2 separate regions of the Ovis aries genome follow, and region 1 is linked to region 2. Evidence: chromatin contacts called from public Hi-C data. All regions are on one chromosome and are shown on one strand. Each heading gives the region's core, a stretch centred on a gene start, on an enhancer-like site or on the middle of the called end of the contact. The rest is flanking DNA. Distances are from core to core; before and after follow the strand shown.

What was found. Hi-C and Micro-C count contacts between places; a contact is called where the count stands out from the background.
Region 1: a Hi-C map of muscle shows a contact between it and region 2, with 2.8 times the contacts expected there. The contact joins the promoter of PEX26 here to the promoter of BCL2L13 in region 2. A contact is called at or near these places in 6 of 16 Hi-C or Micro-C datasets (hypothalamus, liver, muscle and 2 more).

Annotation. Positions count from the first base shown.
Region 1 is chr3:215,187,272-215,193,153 of ARS-UI_Ramb_v3.0, forward strand. It overlaps PEX26 (peroxisomal biogenesis factor 26), which reads left to right and starts at 2,393. Exons shown (of 5, transcript XM_027968078.3): 1 at 2,393-2,872; 2 at 3,844-3,984; 3 at 4,704-4,999. The coding sequence starts at 2,658. It overlaps LOC105614866 (a long non-coding RNA gene), which reads right to left and starts at 2,241. Exons shown (of 2, transcript XR_009600299.1): 1 at 2,103-2,241.
Region 2 is chr3:214,914,218-214,919,598 of ARS-UI_Ramb_v3.0, forward strand. BCL2L13 (BCL2 like 13) reads left to right here and starts at 3,109. Exons shown (of 7, transcript XM_060413539.1): 1 at 3,109-3,256.

The DNA.
Region 1 (5,882 bases), core at 1,143-3,642, 270 kb after region 2:
CTCAGAGCAGATGAGCAAAGAGCAAATCGACACCCTCAGGACCCTGCTCAGGCAAGATACACTGAGCACCCTACAAGCAGAAGGGGGAGCAGCAGGTCCCAGGGCTTGGGTGGGCTGGGGGATGGATATCGTGTGAGTTTTGTGTCTCACTTACTCTACTAGTTTTCCCGAAACGATTCCACTGATACAAATATTGACATGACTCAGGCCTTACAGATTGAGAGAACTGCCTTGTTTCTGCTTTTATCCCTAGGGGAGGCTAGGTGGTTTGCTTATTTTAAAATACATTTATTTGCTTATTTATGGCTGCCCTGGGTGTTTGTTGCAGAGCACTGGGTCTAGGGTGCATAGGCTGCAGCAGTTGCAGCATGTGGGCTCAGTGGTTGTGGAGACTGGGCCACTGGGCTTAGCCGCTCCGCAGTGTATGGAATCTTCCCAGACTGGGAATTGAATCCACATCTCCTACATGGACAGGTGGATTCTTAACCACTGGGCCACCTGTGAAGTCCTGAGGTGCTTTCAAAGCTCTTGACTCATGAGCCCCAAGTCGTTAAGACATCTGTTCACTCTAATTCAGGTGGAATAAATTAGGATTGCTGTATCTTAGCTTGAGAAGTTCTGGATACATTCAGATGGAGCTAGGGAGTATCACCGAGCTGGTGTTCAGGGATCGGTTGGCGGGCATAGCAGTGCTAAAGTTATGTGATGAAAGACCACTGTGCGGCCCCGCACAAAGATCGGATGAAACACGGAAACAGAACACAATCCTATTTTTATATTATTTTTTGCAAGCTTCCACTTCCTTAAATATCTTGACCTCATTCTGGCAGCCACAGACCTACCTGCTGGCAGGTCAGCTTCTTTTAAGGCTGTGCTGCCGTCTCCTGGAGATGCCTGGGCATAGCAAGAGCCTTCTCCTTAGGGATTAAGAAAAGGACCTTTTTCAGGAGGCACTCCTGAGGCCAAGGCTTGACTGTGCTAGTCCCAACTCGCCCAGGCCTGATCACATCTGTTTCCTGATGCTACTACTGCTTCCCTGATTTTACAGGAATGACGTCTAAAACCAGCTCTAAGAAACAGGTTTTTTTTTGTTTGTTTGGTTGGTTGTTTTAAGTCCAATAATTATGTTATTTCTACTGATCTTCATTATCTGCTGTGAGACCCCAGGCATAACTGATAACACATCCTGGTAACTTCAGCCTTGAACCGATCCACACCTCCCAGAAACCTGCTTGCCTCTGGATTTTGCTACATGGGAACAAATACTGCCTGGAGATGAAGAGGGATTTAGGGCAGACACTAAGTACATGTTGGTCCCAAGGGCAGTGAACCCACCAACAGAGGCCAGTCTGAGCACAGGGCCAGGTTCTCTCTGCTCTTCTCCAGCCCCGGATTTACCATTAGAAAACAAAGTTAGGTGTCATCAGCGTTGTCACTCTCAAGTTCTCCTCTCTATTTTGTTTATTTGTCCTTAGTATTTATCACCATCTGACATACTACTTATTTTTAATTTTGCTTCCTTTCACTATATGGAAGCTCCACAGAGGCAGATATTTGTCTCCTGTGTTCACGTGGTATCTTCAGCCTTTAGAAGAAGGCCTGGCACTTACAGGGTGCTAGGTATATGCGGAGTGAGTGAAGGCCTGGCTTTATGGCCTTATATGGTTATGGCTCCATACTCCTCATCCGCAGAGTCTGACGGATCTGATGCTTCTGCCTCAGCCTTCAGGGAGGACTTTATGTAGAGATGAGGGCCCAGGCTGGTGACCAGAGAAGGCGACGCTGGCGCGATCAGGTGCTGACTTTGCGCCTGGCCTGACTCGTGTAATCAAAGAGGAGTCGCTTCAGGAGCCCTCAGGATAGGAACTGGGAAACCTAGGGTTTAGTACAAACTTAAGAAGCCCCGAAAACCCTGAGTGAAGCACAGTAATAAACGTAACTTGTGTCTGCGTACAACCACTTAATAATTACTATTACAGCCATAACGTAAGGAATACGTGCTCTGTGCCAGGGCTTTATTGCAAACTGCATCACACACCGTACGGCTGTTTTTCACGAGATCTCTATTTGGCAAGAGGTTTGGAGTCCCACTGTGGACTGACCGTGAGCACGACGGGGGTCCGACGGAGGCGGCACACGGACTGCCTTTACTGGCCGCTGACGGGGCTGCATCCTGGAGACCTGGGGCGCAGGTGCCGGAGGCCCACGCCTCCACTCGTACCCGGGTCCACGCCTTCCGTCGGCGAGCTTCCTCTCGCCGCAACAACTTCCGGGGCACGGCCTGCCGGGGCTTGTAGTCCGAAGTCCCTCGCCTGCCCGGGAGGACGACAGCTCCAGGAGCGGAACTACACCTCCCAGAATGCCCTGCGCCTCCGGGCACCGAGCGTCGGCCGGGCCTGCGCGCGCAGGCAAGATGTCGGCCCCTGTGTCCCCGACCCCGCGGCGGCGGCCCTGCACCTGAGACCACGGGCGGCCATACTCCAGCCGGGGTCCCAGTCCTTGTCGTGGGACCGGGTGCCCAGGGACTCAGTGCTGCACAAATCCGAGGGCGCCAGGCTGTCCCGTGCCAGAGCAGCCTGTGAGGACCACCCCTTCCTCCTCCCCAGACTGCACCGCACACCCCGCGCCCCTAGAGGGCTGCGTCCTGGCGCGCACTCATGAAGAGTGACCCCGCGACCTCCGCAGCCCCGCTGAGGGCGCTCGGGGGCGCCCTGCGGAGCAGCGAGCCGGTGCGTGCCGTCCCGGCCCCTTCGGCGGCCGCGCTTCTGCTGGAGGAGGCGGCCGACCTCCTGGTGGTGCACCTGGACTTCGGCGCGGCGCTGCGCACCTGCGAACGCGCCTGGCAGGGCCTGGCGGAGGAGCCGGCGGGCGCGTACGTCAGGGGCTCGGTTCGCCTCCGGGGACAGTGGGAGGCCTCCAAACGCCAGCACTCCGGCAGTGTGGTTGCTTGTGTGATCCTTATGCCTTGTTTTCCTCGCGATGCTTTTCCGCGAGGCAGGGACTCACCTTGTGCTGGTTCTCCGGGGAGGAAACCGTCAAGACGTGAACGGGGTTTAGTGGGACCCCACGATCAATTCTTTCTCCCTATACCAGGGTAGAGTGGTCTAATGGGAAGATAGAATTGATGTGTTAAATTACTGCAGTAAGCTGGTGGCAGACGTCCTCTCCTTCCACCCCTCCCCGAAGTAGTCCCCCTCACTCCTCGGGTTGGGGTTCAGAGCAGGAGTCGTGTTCCGGTCCTCTTGTAGGACTGGATCAAAGAATTGAAATCTTGGTCCTGCGTTGCTCATTGGATTAGGTCGCACTAGGGAGGGCGTGGGTAGACTGGTCAAAGCTGGCCCCAGAGAAGGATGAACTGGGGAGCCTTCGCTGAGTGTTTGGGGGTCGGTGAAGACTGAGTGCTATAAAGGCTGAGGGTGTGATTCTGATGCTGCGCTCTGGCGGAGACTGCTTCTGCCCTTTCTTCACTAAGCGAACTCTTAGGGCTGGTCCTCTTTCCACCCACATCTGTACTGCAGCTGTTCTTTTCCCCTTGGGAGTAAATGAACGCTTCCTGTTGGTTAACCCTGACTTTACCTGGATACAGAGACATGTGCTGGTCAGCAGCTGATTGGCCTTTAGATTTATAGAAACGTTTAGCTCCTGGGCAAAGAGCAGTTTTCTCTTGCTGGGGCTCATGAGAGGGGTCATAATTGTGAGGCCCTCTTGAATACTGGGGATGGGGGGAGGTGAGAGGTAATGGTTACTGACTTGGGAGCTGGTAAAGAACAGTCCCAGGCTAAAGGTGGGAATGGCAGTGCAGGGGAACCACTTCTGAACTCAAATTGGCTTTTTTGCTGACAGCTCCTTGGAGGTGAAATGCTCTCTGTGTGTTGTGGGCATCCAGGCCCTGGCAGAAATGGATCGGTGGCGGGAAGTCCTGTCCTGGGTTCTTCAATATTACCAGGCTCCTGAGAGGCTGCCCCCCAAAGTCCTGGAACTGTGGTAGGTCCTTAGGTCCTTACTGCTTCCCCACTGAGTCAGCGCAGGAGCAAGAGGGTTTTCCCCTGGGTCGGGAAGATCCGCTGGAGAAGGGATAGGCAACTCACTCCAGTATTCTTCAGCTCACCTGGTGGCTCAGACAGTAAAGAATCTGCCTGCAATGCGCGAGACCTGGGTTTGATCCCTGGATTGGGAAGATCCCCTGGAGGAGGGCATGGCCACCCACTCCAGTGTTCTTGCTTGGAGAATCCCCATGGACAGAGGAGCCTGGCGGGCTACAGTCCATGAGGTCACACAGAGTCCGACATGGCTGAGCGACTAAGCACAGCACACCCCTTCAGTTCTCATATCTCCTCTTTTTCTTTCCATACCATTCCCTTTAAATCTAATTCTTTCCCTTTCCCCCATCCCCTGTCCCCCTGGCGCCCTCCAGACTCAAAACATATGCATGAAAAGATGAAGAAGAAGGAATTTAGGAGTGGGATAGGGAAAAGAGGAAGGGATGGGAGACATGAAGTGGGGTGACAGAAGTGGGGGGTGCCAGAGCTGAGAGTTGCTTGCTGCTTCTAAGAACTCCTGATTCTTACCGTGTCAGTGTCCCTTAGGGAAGGACTTGAGGGCACAAAGGAGGGGCTGGGTAGGAGGAGTTTAGTGGTTATGAGAAGTTAAACCGTGAAGCATTGACCACTCTTTTTCTGGGATTGGATTATTTGGGGCTGCAGCGTTCTTTTATACAGCAAAATGCAAGAGCCTGGAGCCGTGCTGGATGGAGTCCGTGCTTGGCTTCAAGACCCTGACAACCAGGGCCTTCCAGAGTATAGATCCTTAGCAGAACTTCACCTGCAGCGAGTGCTACTTCCTCTGGGCCTCCTGTCAGAGGCTGAAGAGCTGGTGGTGGGCTCTGCAGCCTTCGGCGAGAAACAGCGGCTGGACGCGCTTCAGGCCGTGAGTGCAGCGAGGCAGCAGCAGACACATGTGCACTCTGGCTCTGAGGAGACGCGGACACTAAGCCAGGAAGGTGGGACATTGTCCTTCTGCAGCCCTCTGTGCAGAAGCTGAGGGCTTCCTCCTGGACGTGGGGTCCATCATGACCTTCCTGGGCCTTGGGAACAATGCTTTGAGTAACTTCCAGATTGCGGGATAAGAAATCTGTTGAGGTGCTTCGAAAGCCCAGCCCCTCTGCAGTTGGCTTTGGGAGGCAGGTGGTGCAGGTCTCAGAGCCTTACTTTTGTCTCCTGAAAGTCATCTCCTCCCTGGGCTCCTGTCAGTAGACCTGCCGCCACTGTGCTGGCCTGGCCGGGATGTTACTTCACCGTCTCCTGAAGCAGTGCCTTTCAGCTGTGGAGGGTTGTGTGGGGAGGTTCTTCCTGATGCTGAGTTGCAGTTTTCCTCCTGGTAGTTTTTAACCCCCTGATCTTTGTTTTCTCTGTTCGTGACACATAGAATAGGCATACACGGAGGACCTTCAGCCCTCAGGAGACTGATCCTGCCTCTGAGGTGTTTTCTTCGTGTGCTTGAGAGCAGGGACCTGCTGGGGCAGGGTCACGTCTTTGCAGGAGGTTGTTGGCTTCAGGGACGCCATGTAACTCCACCGACCCTCTGCCTGTCCAGTGCCGGGGAGGAGGCGCTCGGCTGGCGAGTCCAGGGTGTCTTCAGGGCTTGGCGGTGTCGTTCATGTTTGTGCTCAGTCCAAGGTGGGATTCTTCACTGTGCCTGTGAGGTGCCCTTTGTTTTCTGCCTTTACTGATCATCAGGAATTATTGCTATGTAACTGTGCGTATATCTTAGGCCAGAATATGAAGAATACTGTGAAGCTGTTAAAGAAACACCAGATGTACCAGGTTCCCCAGCTAAGTTGACATTTCTGTTGAAGTCCTGTCCTACAGAGCTGGTGTGGTGAT
Region 2 (5,381 bases), core at 1,859-4,358:
GGATTGTCATTTCCTCCTCCAGGGGATCTTCCCGACCCAGGGGTTGAACCCACGTCTCTTTTGTCTCCTGCATTGACAGGTGGGTTCTTTACCTTATGGCTTCACCCAAATTGCTGACCTAAATTCCTTTCAGGTTAGTCACTTAGAGATGGTTGATATGCTCCTTGTCTAACCTGCTCCCAAGCTAAGGCCTCAGTCTATGGTTTATCTGTAAATTGAGTCACCAGAATAGACAGACTTCAGTTTGTCTGCTGGGGAGGACACACACACACAGAAACTAAGGTCATCTGTCTTTGAATGTTGAGGAATTAACTTTAAAAAGAAAAAAATGATGGCAGAAAGTAGTGAAAGTCTAACTTAGGTGCTTACATTTTTGCGCCCCTTCCAACCAGTCATCCGCATGGCACAAAGTAATGACCTGTAACCACTCCCCAATTTATAACCTCCTGTGGCTCCCATGTGCTCTTGGGGAGCTGCCTGAACCCGCCCTGCCTCTTCACTGATCTTATCACTCCTCTTCCCTTCTCATCAGTTCAGAGCTTTACTGGTTTGTTCTCAAGCTTTTCACCTGAGAAAATCTTTTCCTGCACTTGCCCCTTGGCTTGTTTATCAGTCTTCAGGTCTCAAAACATCCCCTTCTTAGAGAGAGCTTTCCATCAACACCCTCTCCCCATACTTTTCTACTCCTGTCCCTTGTTTACTTCAGGATACACCACAATTATAAGCTCCCCCCCCTTTTATTTCTATGTTTTTATCTGGTTTTTCAACAAAAGTGTCAGCTTCACAACAGAGACAATGTCATGGTTTTTCCTGGCATCCAGCACACGCCATGGCCTGATAATAGTAGGCATTCAATAAACTGATGAACAAGAATAAATAAAGTGAATGTAATTAGAGTTTAGATTTTATAATCACATCAGGCTACAGTCTAGGACTCTGTGTCACTTAAAATCTGTTGGGAAAAAACCCCAAAACCTCTGAAAATCATGAACTGCTTGTGATTAAAGTAATTTCTGTAAAAGAATGACATTATTTTACCACTGTTTGCTGAAAAGACTATCCCTTCCCCCACTGGTCTCTGCTGCAAAGCAATGAAAGACCATTCTGACCTTTCAATTCCATTGGCCTATGTGCTATCCTTGTATACATTCAAAAACTTTTTAGAAAAGGGGTGAAAACAAACCCTAGAGCTGAAAACAGTCCAAAATTTACCTTACCATATATCAAATTGGCAACCTACTACACAGAATTATTTTACATGACTTTTTAAAATTTACATAGAATGAACTGCATATGATTTCGGACACAGGAGCAGTAAGCAGCAGCGAGCAGAAACAAAGGTCCTAACCACTGGAAAACAGGGACTAACTAACTAGTTAAGAATGAATTCAGGCGAGGAAGGTAAAAAGTTTATTGAAAAGAAAAGTACACAGGGAAAGGCACACAGGGGAACTCAGAGAGAGAATGACATGTCTTTGGTTAAGCTTAAATCCTTTATAAGGTGGCAGTTTTCTGGGTCTTTGTCTTCCCTCAGGCTGATCATCTCGTTTGTCCCCTCAGGTTGATTTGTTTCTGGACCCTCCCCTGGGGTTCGCACGCACACCTTGGGCAAGACTGATCTCAAAGTGAAGGCTTCTGGGAGAAGCAAGACTCATTATGGCCTAGAATTATCCCTTGACTTTTTACCCCAAGGAGCCTTTCTGGTGTATCACTTGTCCCCAAAATACAGGAGGGGCAGAGATCTCTTAATCTTTTACTGAAACAGGGTTTTGACCTTCTTTGTCCTTGCCATATTATTACCCTGATTATTGCTATGACTGTTGTTACTTCCATTTTGGAGGGCAAACAGGAGGCTGATTGTAAATTCCTCAACTGGAGCCCACCTATCTCTTGTCTCAGGGAAGACAAACAGGAGACTAGTTTTAAGTATGTAATCTGAAGCCCACTTCTGCCTGCCTCATGAAATGCAAATAGGAGGCCGTTGTAAACGTCAACCTGGAGCCCATCTATCTCCTTCCTCACATAGACTTATGAAGTACAATTAGATGCGTCCTGACACCTGTGTGACCACTATACTAAAAAGACTCTTTTCATCACCCTAGTGAAAGCTCTTTTCTAGTCAATCCCACACTCTGAGGCAACAGTGATGATTTCTTTTTAATCAATTAACCACTGGTTAATTCTGCCTGTTCCTGAAATTCATCTAAATGGAATCACAAAGTATGTATACATTTTTAGGTCTTGCTTCTTCGACTCAGGGCAAACCTATCCGATTTCACTGCCAAGGCACCACCCGAGTCCTCAATCACGCCGGCCCAAAGCCTCCTAGGACACTAACTCCAACCCTCTTTCGGATTCCGCGACTCACCCTCCCATCAATTCAGGTTTTCATCACTTCTTTTTTCACAACTTTACTGAGATATATACTTCACATACACTTCATCTTCTTGAAGTCTACAACTGAATACAATTAAATGGCTTCAAGAGTATCCAGAGCTGCTCAACCACCAGCACAATCAACCGAAAGACATCTTCATCGCCCTAGAAAGAACCCGCTGACCCCACTAGCAGGGACACTGCCCAAAGGCCTTCTATTCTTCGGCCCCTCCTCCGGGCCGTCAGGCATGCAGACACCGTGGCTCCCTTAGATTCCCTCGCGGGGCTGGTGCTAAAGCGCGCCTTCCTTGCGGCGCTGAGCCGCCCCCACTGCCCCGCATCCGCTCCGCACCCTCGAAACCCAGATCCCCAGTGCTGCTGGCCGGTGTTCCCAGGACCCGACGCTCCGTCAGCCGGCTCGCCTACACACACGCTGCGCCTGCAGCTGTTCCCGCAGGCTTTGCCCGCCTCCGCACCCACGACGGTGGGCCCATCCCAGGCCGCCTCCTTCTCAGCAGCCCGCGGCCGCCGCCGGCAGCGGAACCATAGAGCTGCTCTCCAAGTGGAGAGTAGGCCAGGAGAGGGTGGTCCTTCCGGGTCACGTCTGCGAGAAAGCGGGTGGGCCTTCACCACCAAACCTCTGTGGTCCAGACTTCCGCTCCGGAGGGCGGATCCGCCCCCTTGCGGCGCGCCCGCGCCCCGCCCCAACGCCGGCGGTGACGGAAGCACGCCGGGGTGACCTCACCCGCCAACATGGCGGCGGCGGTAGATTAGGGCAGCGGGTCGGAGCCGCCGCCGCCGCCGCCGCAACCGCGGGTTCGTGTGTGCAGCACCTGCCGCCGCCTCTTTCACTTCTTCGGGTTGCAGGGGCCTGAGCCAGGTGAGGGGAGTAGGGTCGCGGGCAGGCCGCGCCGGGCCCTCTCCCAGCGCCGCCGGAGGTGTCCGAAGGCCGACGCGGGAGACGGAGTGAGAAGCTGAGGGCGCGAGGCCAACCCGCTGCCCCGCAGACTTGCTTGGGCGAGGGTGGGCCTCGGGCGAGGGGTGCGTGCGCGGGGCTCGAGTCTTGGCTCCCGCCCGCTAGCCGGGTCGCGGCTTCTCCCTGAGGTTCCCGGTCCCTCTCCCGGCGGCTCCGACGCCGCTGTCATTTGCTGTTATTATTATTTCACATGTTCGGTTTTCCCACCCGTGGAGACACACGGTTCTCTCTAGGTGGTCTCTCCCTTTGGTCTTTCTCCCACCATCCCAGGGCGTCCCTGAGTGTTTTTCCTTCGTGCTCGAACTTTCTAGGCCTAGGCTTGCCCGCAGGTCCTGGGCCCTGGCCGCCGCCCTGCGGAGTTTGCCCGCTGCCAGCACGAGCGCCGTTCCTCGCGGGGCCAGCTAGCTGTCTCTGCAAGTTTTAAGCGAAACAGACGGTCCCCTCCCTGCTTCCTTTTTTAATTTTTTTCTTTACTACTTGGAGCAAAACAAACAAGTCCTGCGAAACTGTCAGCGCGATTTCCCCGGGAGGTTTGGTCCAAACCAGAATGCTGGTCTATGCCCTGACTTGTTGTGTGACCTTGGATGAGTTGCCACACCCTTCTAGTACCTTCTTTTTTTTTTTCCTTCAGTCACCCAGAAAACTAAGCAAGTGTTTCTGTTGATAGTGAACTGTTGATACCTCACATATGCAGCTGGGTAAACTTAAAACACCGTAAATTGCAAATATTTAAACCTTTGTGGAATTTGCTTCGCTTGATAATAGACCGTTAGGGACTTTGAAATCCTTTTACTCCAATTGGTTAGGTACCATTCTCAGGGTTTTTTTGTTTTTTTTGTTTTTTTCTTTCCCAAATGATGAATTTACTTATGCCGTCCTGTATCCCTGTAGCTGAGTTCTGTTGAAAGATACATGTGGTTGAGTCCAACCTGTTTTGTAGAGAAAAGGTGCTGATTACCACATCAGTTACTCAATATTTACTCTGTATCTTATTCGGCTAAGCTTTTAGGACAGGTGATTTGCAATAATGATTGTTTTAGGAATATGTTTCTTTTCTGAAACATTTTAGACATGCAAAACAAGTTTTAACTGTGGTCCTGCCGTCCTGCTTTTTTATCGTGGTTTTTCAAACTTGATTTTGACACATATCTTATTCCACATGAGTGTTCACCAGGAGTTACTAATTAATACGTATTAACAGGGTTCAAAGGAGGGGGTTATCTTCAGCGTAGCTGATTTTTTTCTTTAAACAGCTTTATTGAGGTACCATCAAGCCGTGCACGTGTATAGTTATGGACTGTAGAACTGTCATTGCAGTTTTCAACAGCTGCGAAAGAAACTCTGTGCCCGGTAGCAGTCATTCTTTATCCCCACACTCTCCTGCCCAGGCAGATCTGTTTTACCTTCTGTCTCTGTAGGTCTGCCAATTCTGGATATTTCATAGGAACAGAAGTATACAATATGTGGGGTTTTGTGACTAGCTTTTTTCATTTCCTGTTGTAGCAGGTATTGGCAGTTCATTCCTTTTTATGGCCACATAATGTTGCAGCGTATGAATAGACCACATTTTACAGATTCACCAGTTAATGGGCAGTTATTTCCACTGTTTTGACCGTTACATGCTGCTGCTGTGACCATTCATGTGAACTTTTTTTTTGCCAGGAGAGTGTATGTTTTCTTTTCTCTGTCATATACTTAGGAGTGGAGCAGAGAAGCTGACAGTTACATCTCCCTTTTATGCATATTATCTGCATACATGGGAAGCCTGATTACTTACTGTGAAAGTCAAACTACATGTTTGTGGGGAGAGTGAGAGTGAGGCGTTACTCTGTAAGCACGTTATCTTCGTGTGCCAGCTGCTGAGTGGAGACGTTTGTGGATGGCTCTTAACACAGGATTGAACTGACCTCTTCAATTAGGTGTGTTTCAGTTGGAAAGTGATGATGTACACTAAAATAATTTAGTGTCTGCTGAATTTTAAAATGAAATGCTTAGTTGAGTTTCTCAGTTGGACTCAGTGAAATTTCTG